Regions from separate parts of the Macaca mulatta genome. Here region 1 is linked to region 2. The links are chromatin contacts, called in public Hi-C maps. All regions are on one chromosome and are shown on one strand. The core of a region is the stretch at or near the end of the contact, and the rest is flanking DNA. Distances in the headings are between cores, read along the strand shown.

Region 1 (3,415 bases), core at 497-2,996, 2.2 Mb after region 2:
GTCGTACTTTTAGGTCAAGAGATCTTGCAAAAGAGGAGAGAAAACACGGGTGGCACAGTTCCACATCCTTGTCATTTGCACCCGCTCCGCGACAACTCATCGTTTGCACTCGAGGGTTTGGGGTTGGTAGTTTAATTTTTTTTTCCTAAGAAGCAGGGTGTGGGTTTGGTGGGGAGTGTGCTATGTTAAAACCAGCGCCCAGGTCTGCCCGAGGGCGCTGGTATTTCTGGTTCAAAAACAGCTTCTGGTTACCCTGGAGAAGAAAGAGAAAGCGGGGCCCAGAAAGAGAAAAACAAGCAGTTCAGCGGTTGCTGGGGGACTCGAAGACGCACCCTGGTCTGTTTGAGGACACCTCTTTTCACACTGACAAGGTCCAGGGAGGACTTCAGGATGCTTCCAGCCTGCAAAATGTGGGGGCGCCCACGTGTGGCCTGGTCCTCCGCCTTCCCGGGTGAAAATCCTGGAGAGATTTCTCGGGCACGTCCGTGAAAGCAGGGCAGTAAGGGGGACCCCACCTCTTAACACGGCGCACTTGCCTTACAGACGAAACTCTAGGCCTTGGCAGTCTGGAGTGGGAGTGGGCTGGAGCTGGGACAAGAAAATTCCACTCCAGGATGAAACGCGACATGCAAATCTTCACCGGGTTAAACAAACAGCCGAGCAAGCTGCAGCTTCAGCGGAGGTGGAGGTGGGGGCGGACGCCGCTCGCGCCGGTCTCTGTTTCCAAAGTTGTTACAGTGTGAAAATAAGCGGCTTCGTGCAGCGTGTTGTATGGGCTGATGCCTCCCACCCCCACGCCAGCCCCCAGCAAAACCCGGCAGATAATCAGCACATCCCACTGTTTAGTCATATTTGACAACTGGGTTAACCTGGTATCTTAGCGCTGGCGAAACCGTACAAAGGGTGCCCTCAATTACCACCAGAAGCCTCTAGCGTGAGTGGCACTTGTATTACCCCCCGGGTCAGAGGCCAGAGCGACAATTAGGAAGTCACTTACACCGCTGGGGGGAAATGGCGGGATGCAGCAGGCTCCAGGCCCTCCCAACAAATCTGTGGATGTAGATCTGTACAGAGAGGCCTATTTCGCTCCTCTCGGAGGAACTGTCCCTTCGTGTCCCCCTCCCCAGTATAACTGTGAGAGTAACATTGAATCTAGTGGAATAAGGAATTGGGTAGAAGACACACGAAAATGATTTTTTAAAAAAAATCCCAAGCAAGAATGATAGATATAAGCTGAAGTTGTGTTCTGTAGGCAAGAGCCTGGACACACAAAGTGAGGGCTGACATTTCCGTCTCCACTTGGGCCCTGCTGGTGCGGGCTGTGTCTGGGTGTCTCCTCCTCTCCTGCCTCCTTTCCTACAAGTGGGGAGTCGAGTAGGACTGTCAGCCCTAACTTGCAACATCTCGGGGTGGTTTGTGTGTGTGTGGGGGGGGGTGCTTGTGGCCCGGTTTCATTGGTACTTAAACCTGGCTTGGTGCGTGAGTGTGTGCAAATTTTTAATTGCACTGTAATTTCTTCAGTCCCCAGCCCGCCCTCGCCCCCCACCCAAGTATCCCCCCCTACTCCCCTCCACCCCCGCCGCCCTAGCTAGCCGACTTGACTGGCACGCGCCGGGAGCCCGGGCCCGGGCCCCTCGGCGCGTCTGATTGGCTGCGGGGCAGCTCCCGTCTGCTCTGCCTGCGCCCTCATTGGGTGAGAGGCGCAGCCAGCGGCACTTCAAAGCGGGTGCTCCTCTCACTTAGGCTGAGTTTAGCCGGCGGGAGCCCGGAGTCCGCTCGGCGCGAGCGCGGGGACGCGGGAGCCGCGCGGGACCCAAGCAGTTTTTCCGAGCAGCCGCCAGGCTCAGCCCCGCTCCCAGCCTCGCTGCGCAGCCAGAGACCTGCTATGGCCACGTCTATACTCGGGGTAAGTCGCAAGCGCGGCAACGCATTTGCTTGTTTTAACCGGAGTAATTTTTCGTTATGGCTTCTGGGGTCTGCGGCTCCCGAGAAACTGTTGCTGCTGGACTGCAGCTTCAGCTTCTATTAGCACTTGCCACATTTCTGGGACTGATTTTTTCCCCAAGTTTTTGGAACCCAGCAGATGCCTTTGCAAGAAAAGGCCTTCTTAATGAAGTCCTTTTTTACTTGGTTTCAAAGAAAAGCTAGAGGTTTCTTTTCTTCCCCTCGTGATTTATACCCCACCCCCCGCCTTGCTTTGGGGATTTTGTTGCAATTATGCGACAGTGGTGTTTCCAGAAAACAGTCTTAATCGTTTTGCAGTCCATCTAGTCACGCTAATAAATATTTACATTTCCGCGGCTCCCCAGTTCGCCCGTGACTTTGAAAATACGTCTCTGGCCGCTTATCCTCGGATTGTTGTTTTCATAATCGCTGTGTTTGTGTGTGTGTAAACTTTAAAACCAAACGTTTTCTATTAAAAAAGAAAAGTCAAGTCGTAGCCACCCTGGGAGTGCTGCAAGTTTCGCCCGTCCCTGGCTGCTGTTTCGGCCGCCTCCGCCCTCGCCCGGTGTTTGTTGTCTCTGGTCTCTGTGTTTACCTTCGCGCGTCACCCCGAAGGGCGACTTGGGGTCTTCTGGGAGAGGAGCCGGTTTACCGCGACAACCCAAGTCCGGTTGTAGTCAGGGTTGCAGCGACTGAGGCGGGGAACACGGAGGCATCTTTGATTTACAGCCTCAGCGAAGAGCAACTTTCCGGCCCCCGGACCTTCGCCGCGGTGATGGCCACTGTCCCGCGCCCGGTGCGGTGACTCTTCCGCGGGCGCGTGGGGAGGAGGCGCGAGGCGGGGAGCTAGGGCCCCCCCGGGAGCAGCCGCAGGGGACAAGGCTGCTCACGGGTGCACTTTCTTTCTTCCCCACTTCCTCCTGCCCTCCTCCTCCTTGCTCCCTCCCCCATCCTACCCACTTTAGGAAGAGCCGCGCTTCGGAACGACCCCGTTGGCCATGCTAGCGGCGACCTGCAACAAGATCGGCAACACGAGCCCGCTGACGACGCTGCCGGAGTCGAGCGCCTTCGCCAAAGGCGGCTTTCACCCCTGGAAGCGCTCCTCGTCCAGCTGCAACCTCGGCTCCAGCCTCTCGGGCTTCGCGGTGGCCACCGGGGGCCGTGGCTCGGGCGGCCTGGCGGGCGGCTCGGGCGCCGCCAACAGCGCCTTCTGCCTGGCCTCCACGTCGCCCACGTCGTCCGCCTTCAGCAGCGACTACGGCGGCCTCTTCTCCAACTCGGCGGCTGCCGCGGCGGCAGCGGCCGGAGTGTCCCCGCAGGAGGCGGGTGGCCAGTCGGCCTTCATTTCCAAGGTGCACACGACGGCGGCCGACGGCCTGTACCCGCGCGTGGGCATGGCGCACCCGTACGAGTCGTGGTACAAGTCGGGCTTCCATTCGACGCTGGCGGCCGGCGAGGTGACCAACGGCGC
Region 2 (3,832 bases), core at 651-3,150:
TTTTTTTTTTCTTTTGTTTTTCTTTTTGCTCCAACCACGCTGCCTGAAATATTTCTGCCCCCAGCACTGTGCCCTTAAACCAAAGGAGAGGAATTCTGCGGGCAGCAGCAGCTGGTACAGAAGTTAAAAAAAAAAAGAGAAACCCCCTCTACTAACATCTATAACGACAGCACCGATGTAATTTGTTTTGAATGTTCATTTTTATTGGTGTTCCCTCTGCCAAAATGCGCTTGATTACAGAGGTTTGTCCTGTGATCATTGCACACTCCAGACAGGGGAAGGTGCAGCGATGAAGGTTCAGCTCAGGCCAGATCAAATCCCGAGCTGTTTAACGCTGAAAGGCTGCATGTTGCTATTAGTGTTAAATATATGGCTAATTATGCGTATGAAAATTAAACATCAGTGTTATGCTAATGGAGCGCCTTCAGCTGCGGATCTGAGCACTTGAGACTACCATTTAATCAAATGAATCAGTAACTAATACATCTGCACGTGTGAACTTTCACAAGATCATTTTCCCGTTCCCGTCACACCGCTAAATTATGAAAGAAATAATTATCAACACTTTCTAATTACCTAACAAAGTAATTTGGGATTCACCGTGGGACTGGCGGGTTGGGGAACCAACATCCACTTACAGCCAGGGTGGTGTGCGCCACACCGCGAGGGGGTGGCTGTATTGGTAGTAGTGGCGATGGGTTGGGGGCTTTTGTGCAGTTTTTCGTACCTAGCACCTCAGAAGACAGAGGGAGCAGCGGCAGCTCTTGCCTCCACTAGCCCTGCCCCCTAGGCCCGGTGGCGCGCGCTTTGGCCACTGGAGAAAGATACTGGGTGGCAACGCGAGAGGTATACACACAGATAGGGGAGCCTACTACAGGCTGGGTTTGCTGCGGGTTTCGGTGTCCCCCAGGGACTCCTAAACTCTGGAAGTCTCGCTAGACCTCAGGAGGCCGGAAAATGATCACCTGGCGTCCGCGGCTTCAGCAGATCTGAGCCCCTAGGCCCCCTGGGCTCCACGCTGAGCCGCGCTCTCGGGGCGAGTGAGCCCGGGGCTCTCCGCGCAAGGGAGTGGAGAAGGGAGGGGGAGGAGGAGGAAGGCTGGGAGGGAAAGAGGATGTGTGTGTTGGGGGAGGGGGCGGCGCAGTCGCCTTTCCTGGGAGGAGAAGCGCGGGTTCCTGGCTCTCCACGCGCACTGCTTTAATCAGACCGTGCAGCCTCGAGCTGGAGTGGCCAGCTGGGCCTGAAGCAATGCGAGCGGGCCCCAGGGAGCGACGGCGGCGGCGGCGCAGCGGCCGAGCGAGTGAGTTCGCAGGGAGGGCCCCTAAGCCCCGACTCCAGGGATGTGGCAGAGCGTACCCGGGCCGGGGAGGCGCGGCCGAATGGGCGCCGCGCTAGGCACAAGGCTCTTGGGAGGACCTCTGTCTGTTGGCCGCCTCGGGCGCCCCCCAGTGCGCGACTCCGCGCTGGAGAGGCAGAGGTCAGGCTCCTCCCCAGCAGCCCTAGCTCTGCGCCGGACTGAGTGGCAGCGACGAGAAGCGGTCCAGGGTGTCTGGCGTTAGGGACCGCTGAAGGGTGGGGACAGTGGCAGGGGGGCGGCGGCGCCGAGCCGCTGGTTGGTTCCTGGGGAGGAAGGCACGCGAGGGAGGCGGGAGGCCGATGAGCCGCGGGTCGCAGCGGTCCCGGCGCAGACGCCGGAGCCCATTGTGCTTCCTGCCCGGCGCGCTCTGTTGCAGAGCAGCCCCGGCCGGGAAGTGTGGATGCGACTCTCCCGAGGCCGGGCCGCCTCGCCCGCTCTAGTCCAGCGGAGCCCGAGCGCCTCGGACCAATCCCCAGTGATTATGCAAGACAGCGGACCAATCAGCTCCGCCAGCTCATGAATATTTATGACCTTGGCTGAGTCAAAGCTTTGAACCGAGTTTGGGGAGCTCAGCAGCATCATGCTTAGACTTTTCAAAGAGACAAACTCCATTTTCTTATGAATGGAAAGTGAAAACCCCTGTTCCGCTTAAATTGGGTTCCTTCCTGTCCTGAGAAACATAGAGACCCCCAAAAGGGAAGCAGAGGAGAGAAAGTCCCACACCCAGACCCCGCGAGAAGAGATGACCATGACCACCATGCCAGAAAGTCTCAACAGCCCCGTGTCGGGCAAGGCGGTGTTTATGGAGTTTGGGCCGCCCAACCAGCAAATGTCTCCTTCTCCCATGTCCCACGGGCACTACTCCATGCACTGTTTACACTCGGCGGGCCATTCGCAGCCCGACGGCGCCTACAGCTCAGCCTCGTCCTTCTCCCGACCGCTGGGCTACCCCTACGTCAACTCGGTCAGCAGCCACGCTTCCAGCCCCTACATCAGTTCGGTGCAGTCCTACCCGGGCAGCGCCAGCCTCGCCCAGAGCCGCCTGGAGGACCCAGGTACGTGCGCTTGCCAGGGAGAGGGAGAGGAGGAGGTACAAGGGAGAGAGGGAAAGAAGGAGCGGGGGAGAAGAGGAGAGGGAGAGAGAAAGAGAAGAGAGGAGAGCGAGGTGGGGTGGGGGTGGGGAGGGCACGGGAGCAGTGGAGGTTTCGAATATCAATCTATAGATCCTTGTCACAGCAAATAAATTTTTTTTAAAATTCACTCAATTTGCAACTATCCAGCAAAGGATAAATCCCAGAGCGTCTCCTGGCACTGGCTGGGCCTCTGGGCGGCTCGGTGTGCAGAGCACACAATGCCCCGCTGGAAAACAGAAACCCACATGTGCACGTATTAGTCTCGGTAATTATTTATTGCGTAGTGCTATAAACAATGTATGCAATTAAGGGTAATTAAACCTCAACTACCGCCTGCAAAAATAGCAAACTTTCCCTGCAAAGGCAGGGGCTGCGCTTCTGGGAACGGCTCTATCCCGCCTGCAGTGGCCCGGGACAGGCCCTCGGATTTTGGGGGACCCTTCCCTGGCTTTCAGAGTTTCTTGAACGTTCTCTCCCTGGTCCTGCCTCCGCCACCCTTCGGTAGCCACTCGCTCTCGGCTGTTCGCACTAAAGGCGGCCCCTCGTATTAACAACGGGCCCTGCTTCTGCTGTCCCTCCAGGGGCGGACTCGGAGAAGAGCACGGTGGTGGAAGGCGGTGAAGTGCGCTTCAATGGCAAGGGAAAAAAGATCCGTAAACCCAGGACGATTTATTCCAGCTTGCAGTTGCAGGCTTTGAACCGGAGGTTCCAGCAAACTCAGTACCTAGCTCTGCCGGAGAGGGCGGAGCTCGCGGCCTCTTTGGGACTCACACAGACTCAGGTACCTCGCCGCTGCCGCTCCGTTCCGCCACGCAGGCTTTCCGCGGCCTGCCTGCGCCCGGGTCTTCATTTCTTGCTCGCTGTGCCTCACGGTCGGGGTGTCACTGTGTGTGTGTGTTTGTGTTCACCCCTGGCTCTCAGCGTGTCTCCTTCCTCCCTCATCCTCCGCCCTAGCTCTGTCGCTGCTCTCGGTATCCCGAGCTGCCCGCAGCCCGGCCCTCTGTCCCCGGACAATCTGATTAGGGCGCAGGAAGGAATTCCCTAGACGTTTTGTTTGGGAACTCTGAGGTCACACGTGCCTAAACAACTGGAACAATAGACTCGGGGCTTAATCCCTCCCTTGCCTTTAAATTGTGTGACTAATCACTCGGGGCCTGGGTCTGCGCCTCGGCCTCCCTCCTCCTCCTCCTTCTCACAGGTTGGGGGTGGGGGGAGAACCTTTCCTCCGCCCTCTCACCTCTCAAGTCCCAGATCTTAGAGGAGAAACGGGACCGACCTTCCCGGCTTTCTCTAAGACTCCGGGGAGCCCGTGAGCGTTCTGACGGCGGCGGGCGCGGGCTTC

What was found. Hi-C and Micro-C count contacts between places; a contact is called where the count stands out from the background.
Region 1: a contact with region 2 is called in a Hi-C map of fetal cortex germinal zone, with 9 times the contacts expected there. The contact joins the promoter of SP9 here to the promoter of DLX1 in region 2. A contact is called at or near these places in 3 of 14 Hi-C or Micro-C datasets (fetal cortex germinal zone, fetal cortical plate and liver).

What each region holds. Positions count from the first base shown.
Region 1 is chr12:79,235,306-79,238,720 of T2T-MMU8v2.0, forward strand. SP9 (Sp9 transcription factor) reads left to right here and starts at 1,747. Exons shown (of 2, transcript XM_015110389.3): 1 at 1,747-1,906; 2 at 2,910-3,415. The coding sequence starts at 1,886.
Region 2 is chr12:77,017,856-77,021,687 of T2T-MMU8v2.0, forward strand. DLX1 (distal-less homeobox 1) reads left to right here and starts at 1,901. Exons shown (of 3, transcript NM_001260619.1): 1 at 1,901-2,412; 2 at 3,072-3,271. The coding sequence starts at 2,100.